Regions from separate parts of the Sorghum bicolor genome. Here region 1 is linked to region 2. A link is a contact called in public HiCAR-type data. All regions are on one chromosome and are shown on one strand. Each heading gives the region's core, a stretch centred on a gene start, on an enhancer-like site or on the middle of the called end of the contact. The rest is flanking DNA. Distances are from core to core; before and after follow the strand shown.

What was found. HiCAR-type assays count read pairs that join an accessible place to other places.
Region 1: a contact with region 2 is called in a HiCAR-type map of leaf, with 8 times the contacts expected there. The contact joins the promoter of LOC8065710 here to the promoter of LOC8061492 in region 2. A contact is called at or near these places in 1 of 4 Hi-C or Micro-C datasets (leaf mesophyll) and 1 of 1 datasets of contacts at active chromatin or transcription factors (leaf).

Annotation. Positions count from the first base shown.
Region 1 is chr10:9,277,201-9,281,116 of Sorghum_bicolor_NCBIv3, reverse strand. It overlaps LOC8065710 (TORTIFOLIA1-like protein 3), which reads right to left and starts at 1,580. Exons shown (of 5, transcript XM_002436741.2): 1 at 537-1,580; 2 at 321-444. The coding sequence starts at 1,316.
Region 2 is chr10:9,238,262-9,242,546 of Sorghum_bicolor_NCBIv3, reverse strand. It overlaps LOC8061492 (probable kinetochore protein NUF2), which reads left to right and starts at 2,393. Exons shown (of 9, transcript XM_021449400.1): 1 at 2,393-2,600; 2 at 2,710-2,879; 3 at 2,974-3,036; 4 at 3,169-3,188; 5 at 3,310-3,354; 6 at 3,729-3,796. The coding sequence starts at 2,510.

The DNA of each region.
Region 1 (3,916 bases), core at 331-2,830, 39 kb before region 2:
TCCATACTCTGAATAACTCTCATCCAGACAACTAAATCCAACAAATGTGATATCATGCATACTGCGGTGCGTATCTAAAAGAAAAGGTTATGAAAACTGCGAAATACTATTTTTTTTCTTAGCAAAGAACTATTTATTCTTCAGTGTGTTTTACTAGTGCCAAGCAAGGACTATTTCTGTCTTTTACCAAGTAGGTTATTTTTTAAGTGTACTTACGGTATGCAGTCAAAACCCCAAACCAAGCACAGACCTTAAATTCACCCAAATGACAAAAGAAAAAAAATAGTGAATAGACCGACCCTCATGGATAGCCACATCACCTGTGAGAGAAGATTTAGACTGGGACGATGGTGGGGCGTCGAAGGAGGAGACGTCCTCATCCAAATCTGGGATCTCCTTCCATGCTTCGATCATCCGGTTCATGGACTCGCGCACTATTTTCACCTGCATTGTGCCAACCAAGAAGGTGTCAGAAATGTCAAGAAGCCGCAGCAGATCTACGAGGTCAAGATCCGAAGTTTGGTGATGCGCCCGACCTTATCGAATCTCTTGGCTTCGAAGACGGTAATGCAGGAAGATTTGTGCGAAGCGAGGTCGTCTCCGTGCTCGAGGGCCAACAAAGCGAGCGCCTCGGCGGCAGCCTTCCTGGCGGCCCAATCATCGCCAGCGAGCGCGTCGCGGAGGCAAGGCACGGCGGCGGAGGCGGCTCCCCCACCGGAGGCAGCCGAGGCGGTGCCGATGAGGGAGATGAGCGCGGGCTTGGCCTTGAACGCGGCGCTGCGGAGGAGCTTGTAGAGGCGCGGGAGGAGCGCGCGGAGGTAGGCGGCGAGGTCGTCGGTGGGCTCGGAGGCCTCGACGGCCGCCGCGGCGGCCAGCGCGGCGGCGAGCTGCGCGCACTGGTCCTGCTCGTGGAGCAGCGCGTCGGCGAGCGGCGCCAGCGCGGCCGGCGGCGACGCCGCGGCGCCCGCAGCGGCGCGCGCCGCGTCGACGAGCGCGGCGCGCACGGAGGAGTCCGGGTCCCTGACGCGGCGCAGCGCGGCGGCCAGGAGCCGCGGGACGAGCGGCGCCACGGCGCCACGCGGGTGCTCGCCCGCCACGAGCGCCAGCAGGCGCAGCGAGTGCCTGCGCAGCGGCGTCCGGTCGGTGGGCCGCGCGTCGGAGACGGCCGCCACGAAGACGGGCAGCTCGTCGGCGTCGAGCTCCCGCGCGATCGCGTCCAGCTCGGCAGCGGCCATCGCCTCCGTGTCACGGTCCGAGAGACGTAGCAGGCAGCGGTTCACTCGCTGCTTCATGGGCTCCCTCGGCGCGGGGCCCATGGCGTGCCTGCCTAGTGTAGTAGCTTCACTGCTCCGGAGGAGGAGGAGGAGGAGGCGTCGACGGTGGAGTGCGCCGAGCCGTCGTGGCTGGGCTCGGTGCAGGTAGTTGGGTTTTCGGGTGTAGAAAGAAAGAAAGGTGGCTTTGGATGGAGAGTGGGAGTCCGGAGAGGCAGGCGGGGCGGGGGCGGCGAAGCGGGGACGATGGCGTGGCGGGTACTAATAGCTGGAGGAAGGGGATGGCTGGCGGGTGCCCTGCCGGGTGGGAGAGGGAGATGAGATGAGATCTTGGGAGTGGACTGCGTTGCGTTGCGCTGTGCATTGAATAATGGTCTTTTTTAGGCTTGTTTAGGCCTTGTTTAGTTCCCAAAAATTTTACAAAATTTTTCAAATTCCCCGTCACATCGAACCTTTAGACGTATGCATGGAGTATTAAATATAGATAAAAATAAAAACTAATTGCACAGTTTGGTCGAAATTGACGAGACGAATCTTTTGAGCCTAGTAGTCTATAATTGGACAATATTTGTCAAATACAAACGAAAGTGCTACTATTCCTATTTTGCAAAATTTTTTGGAAGTAAACAAGGCTACTTCCCAGAAAATTTTGCAAAATTTTTCACATTCTCCGTCACATCAAATCTTTAGACGCATGCATGGAGTATTAAATATAGACGAAAATAAAAACTAATTGCACAGTTTGGTCGAAATTGACGAGACGAATCTTTTGAGTCTAGTTAGTCCACGATTGGACAATATTTGTCAAATACAAACAAAATGCTACAGTGTCCATTTCCCAAAATTTTTCGGAACTAAACAAGGCCTTAAGGTGTTGTTTAGTTCCAAAAAATTTTGCAAAATTTTTCAGATTCCCCGTCACATCAAATCTTTAGACGCATGTATAGAGTATTAAATATAGACGAAAATAAAAACTAATTGCACAGTTTGGACGAAATTGACGAGACGAATATTTTGAGACTAGTTAGTTCATGATTAGACAATATTTGTCAAATACAAACGAAAGTGCTACTATTCCTATTTTGCAAAAAATTTTGGAACTAAACAAGGCCTTAGCCGTAGTATTTCGATGCCATCTCCGAGATGGCGATGCATTTTTTTTGTTATCAAACACTGTAGGGACAATTGGTCCATTTCTGGAGACGTGTTATTAGTGGAATTTCATGGTTCCAGTTGGAGCAGTATAGTAGTACACATTTTGGTTGGTGTTTGGTGTGATGAGCGGTGAAAAATTAGCAGGTAGCATCGTAATTTCCTTGGTTGGTGGTTTGGTTTCCCCCGGAATTGGTTTTGGTAGGTCACCAGTTGCTGTGCCTTCTGTTTACCCCCTCAAGTAAATTCAGGTCCATGTTATGTTTTATGGAGGAAGTAATGGCAAATAAAAACTTTTTTTAAAAAAAAGAGAGGTGTCAGCTTATCATGATTAAGCTAGAAATTAGGCGATAGCAGCACACCGAGCTAATGGAAAAAGTTTGTATGATGGCAGCAATGAGAGGAAACTTTGATGGTACGAAAAGGTCATTAGACAAAAAATACTTTTCATTATGATTTTCCTAGTGCCTTTGTATGCCACAACTTCTAAGTCTCAACACATGGTGTATGCCGCTCAGTTTGAGGATTCCTAGCTAACAGAGTTGGGGAAAAAAAACCTACTTGCCGCTACTAATATTGGATTTTGCTAATCATGGTACTCGTACACCATATGAACACACCTTTGGAATACTGAAATTGAGCCGATCGGTCTTAAAATTGACGAAGTCATGATAAGCTTTCGTCTGCCACTTAAAAATCCAAAGAAACAATGCTGGTACATAGTAAAAACTTTTGCCAATTATAGACTTATAGTATAGACATAGAAGCAATACGGGCTCTACAGCCTTGTTCGCGAAATAAAGTATAGACATAGAAGCTTATATACATATACATATACCCACATCCACCCACATGCATATACACAACACCAGCCTTTTCTCCGCACTTTATCCTCACTCGTGCTTATATCTGGCTGATTTTTCTAGGACATAGCCAACACATACCAACACTGATCTTTTCTGCATACTTTGTCCTCCTGGTCGGTCACACATCTCTAAATTTCTCTCAGCCCAGCACGCTTAACTTTAGAGTTCTTTGAAGATGAGCTTCAGGAAAAAAAAAGCTGCAACTTGTTGGTATGGGTATCCTATTAATCCTATTAAGCACTAGCCCAGGATGTTACAGAAAGTCGCCTAGGACAACGACACGGTCTCCAAAGCCTAACTTGACTCCTTGTTTTTATAAAAATATTTATGAACTGATATATGTATATTTTTATAAAAGTATTTTTCAAGACAAATATATTCATATGATTTTCACATTTCTAAACTCAACAACCTAAAAGTTATTCATGATTTATATTCCCAATGTTTGACCCAAACCTTGTCCAAAACAACTTTGTTTATGGGTATGGAGGGAGTACACATCTAGGGCATGTTTCAAATGTGGAATTTTTTTCTATGTAAAATTCCTGAGCAATTACTGCTACATTTCTGTATTTCAAACATCCCTACCCTGAGTCGATATATTTCGAGATTTGATAGTCAACACAA
Region 2 (4,285 bases), core at 1,144-3,643:
TCTATGTTAGATAATGAATTGTTCCCCTCGCATAAAAAAATATTATGACTTGTCCTACTGGTGAAAAGTTACTGTTCTTGAAAAAACTATTTTTAGTACATGTCAACCGTTTTATGATTTTTGATATGTTCGATGATATTTTTAGTTTATTTATTCTCTTGTATGGTTTTAATTTCTTCATATTGTATAGTTAGAAATGTTTATAGCTCCTAAAAGAGCTACATTTTTTATTTTTTTATATTGTATAAATTAGAAACCTCAGCTAGGTCTAGGGGCGTAGCTAGAGAAAATCAGAAAGGGATGCAATTGTGTTGTTTGTGCATAGATTTTTATCATAGGGGGTGCAAATATGGCACAAATATTTTATCACAACCACTGTATTTTCATTTTCGTATGGGTGCATTCGCACCCCCTGACTAGGCCTACATCTATTGAATTCATGTTGAATGCATTCATGTTAGTTGCATATGATGTTTTTAAAAGTATGTTAAAAAGATTGATTAGAATAATTTAGGAATTTTCTAATTTTGATATATTTTTCTAATTTTTTCTATAGTGAAATCTAAGTTGTGGAAGCTTATAAATGTATTTTTCGCAAGCTCTAAATGTATCTTGCATTCATGATGTTTTACGTCATAGTTTTATTATGAAAACCACTAAGGCTTTTATTACTTCCTCCGTTCCAAAATATAGGTAAGTCTAGATAACTTTTTGTGGTTTAAAAATCTTGTCAGGTGTTTAATAAATTAATATTAGTTTGAAAATGATGAAACCGTCTAGAAAACCATTTAACCGGGTAAAGGTAACTTTTAAACCTTTTTTTTTATCACAACCTAAACAATTTTAAGAGTTGAAGATACACGGTGGTTGTTTTCTAGGCAAAAATGAGTTTTCCGCTCAAAATTGTTCTCCCTGCTTGGTCCGAAGCTAAAAATTCTCCTCTCTCAAACTCGTAAGTCGCAATGCATCAGGCCGAAGGGGTCTCCCTATCTTATACTCTCCCTCAGTCCCGAAAAATTCAATTTTTAGAGGTGTCTTAAGTCAAAATTTTTAAATTTTAACCAAATTTCTAGAAAAAACACTAAAATTTATAGTACCAAATTAGTAACATTAAATTTATCATAGAATATATTTTTATAAGATACTCATTTTTTGTCATAAATATTGATGTTTTTTCTATAAAGTTGGTTAACCTTAAAAGTTTGATTGATACGGTTTCTATAAATTGAAGCTTTTAGGGACAGAGGAAGTACTTTTACAGCCCACGCCAAATGCTCTCATTCGTCCTTAGGGTCCACACGTGTCGACGACTCAAGTCCCATCTAAAATGCTCCCCCCTAATGTCGTCGAGTGGTGGAAGTATTAACTTTTGTGGAAGTCTGCTTTTCTTCTTTAAACTCTAAAATCGAGCAATGACCTCCCTTAATTTTTGAAACAATGTGTTTACCTCCCTGGCCCGGTTTATAAGCGGCTTTGTTTTTTTTATCTTTTTTGCTCAATTTTTAAAAAATCATAATAAATCATATAAAATCATAAAATAAATAAATCCAATTTTGTTAGTTCATGTATAACTTAGTTATAGAATTATTTAGGGTTTATGCTTGTTAAATCTAAATAAATCTAAACATAAACCCTAAATAAATCTATAACTAAGTTATAAACTATCCAGTGAATACTAAATTTTTACTATAATTCAACACATAATAATTATGCCACCGTAAAAATTTTACCATAATTGGACCATATAAACTACAATTATGAATTATTCTAATTAATTATAGAAAATAATAGATTAAAATCTACAGCAAAAACTTTATACTAAAACATATCATATTATATGTTCACTGTGTAGATCTACTCATGTGGAGTTCAACAAAATTAGGCTTTCCATTTTATGATTTTATTGTGATTTACTCTGATTTTTTAAATATTCAGCCAGAATAACTAAAAGAAAAAAAAGACAAAACCACCTTTAAAACGTTTATAACTGGGTCAGAGAGGTAAAATGTATAATTTTAAAAGTTAAGGAAGATGATTTGCTCGATGTTGGAGTTCAGAGAAAAACGGTCTTTCGTGAAAGTGGAGGGAAGAGAGGTGAACTTTTTCCATTTCATCTAAAAACTAAAAACTTTTCAAGATTCCCCATCATCGAATCTTGAATCACATGCATGGAACATTAGATATAGATAAAAAATAATTATATATTTGCTTGTAGCTTGCAAAAGAAATCGTTTAATTCTAGTTAGTTCATAATCAGATAATAATTATTAAATATAAATGAAACTGATATACTGACTAAACATTTTTCGCATAGGGAACTAAACGAGGCCTTATTTAGGCCTCCAGTCCAAGAGCACTAAAGCCCATTCCGTTCCCCTCTTCTTCGACCATCCCTCCCCCAAATCCAAAGGCGGGAAACAAAACCCCAACCCCACCCGAGTCCCGACCTGACCCTCTCCAGAAGCTTCCAGAAGGGCCTTCCACGGCACGGACCGCTTTCCCGGAGCCAATGGCTGCACCTGCGTCGGCGTCGGGCGGCGACACCCCGAAGCAGCTCCTCTCCATCATCCGCGACTTCGCCTACGAGAAGTCCCACGGCGGTAAGCACCCAACCCCTCCCGCGCCGAGCGCGCACGCACGCCACTAGGTTATTCACGCGCGTCCGCACCTGATCGGACGCGCTCCGTCTCTCGCTTGGCGTGCGCGCAGAGCGCAGGGTGTCCGACCTCAGGCGGCGCCTCGCCGATGCGCGCGCCGCGTCAGACGCGGCCGCGGCGGAGCTCGACGCCGCGAAGCGCGCGCGGGAGGCTGCGGAGCAGGACCTCCGCGGGAGCCAGGTGCAAGCCGCGATCGCCGCCGACTCCATCCTTGCGCTAGAGGTTTCTCCTCGTCTCGCCTTGAAATTGACGAATTATCACGCTTTCTATGCCCAATTTTCGTGATCCGTGATCCGAGTTAATCTGGTGCGTTTAGGCGACGATCTCGCATCTCCAGGAGGAGATCTCGAAGGCCGGCACTCATCTGGACGCGCTCAAAGTTAGAGCTCCGCATTTCGCAGCGAATTTGGGCTCTTTGTTGCTTTAGTATTAATTAACGTATGTTCATCCTGGTGTATGGTTTGGATCGGAATGGATGTGCTGCTGGTGCTTCACGAATTTGCTCTAAAAGAGCAAGGGAGACAATGAGAGGTGAGTAGTATGTACTCTATCTAATGCCTTGTTGCTCTGCAAAATCCCCATATGTGTTGTTCTGTACTATCATTTTGTTGCTCGCTGCTGATCATGGTCATACTTTCCCTCACTGTTGCAGAGAGGAGTTCATTAGCAACATGTATGAGATGAATGCAAAGATAAGGTATGAACTGTTTTGTTTGTCTGTTGTGACTTCTTTGCGGTGTTGGCAGTAATTACCTCTGTATAGTAGGGATATGATGTATTGTTTCGGTATTCTCAACTTGAGAATGTGAGGTACAAGGGAGCACAGTGGTGACACTTTCATATGAAACATGTATCATGGGTGCTCGCATGAGTCATGACATTGCACTAAGAGGGCACTTTAAGATTCTTATTACATCCTACTTTTACTGTTTTCAATTTCCATGAATTTGGCATTTCCTTGCTGGCTAAAACTTGTTTTTGTAAGCTTGAATTTTGTCAGTATCATGTTAATTATCGAAAAGTAGTACTATCTTATTCATTATCTAGAGAAATAATATTCTTCTTCTACAGGCAATTTCAACAGATGGCCTCTCTAGAATTAGCAGAGCCCAATCACTGTGAGCTGCCATCTACAGAAGGTCAGTAGTGAAAATCAGAATGCAACATACTGCTTTCTGTTCTTGAATCGTGCAAGGGATTCCATTGAATATGTGTTTTTCTAGTCATTTCTTGGTTATTGCTTCTTCGTAGCTTTTCTTTCCTTTTATAGGATATAAATTATGGATGATTGAAACTCTAAGAATTGCACACTGCACTCTGCTTCAATTTTTAACCATAAGTTTGCAATATTAAATTATGTTGAAGCTGACTCTGTACATTATGATTTAGAGTTTTTGTGCATTGCCAGGTGACAGCTAATAATTGCTCATTTAATACCGTAAGCAAAACATGTGATTATTTATTATTTAGTAACAGAGAGGAATTTCAAGATAACCCAGTTTGGTGTTGGCTTTGTTACCTATGAATCTATTTTTTTCCAATACGGATGAACTGAATTTCATTATGAATAGTAACGAAATAACAAAGTTTCATGCCATCAGACAAGCTTAAGACCCAAAAAACCTCAT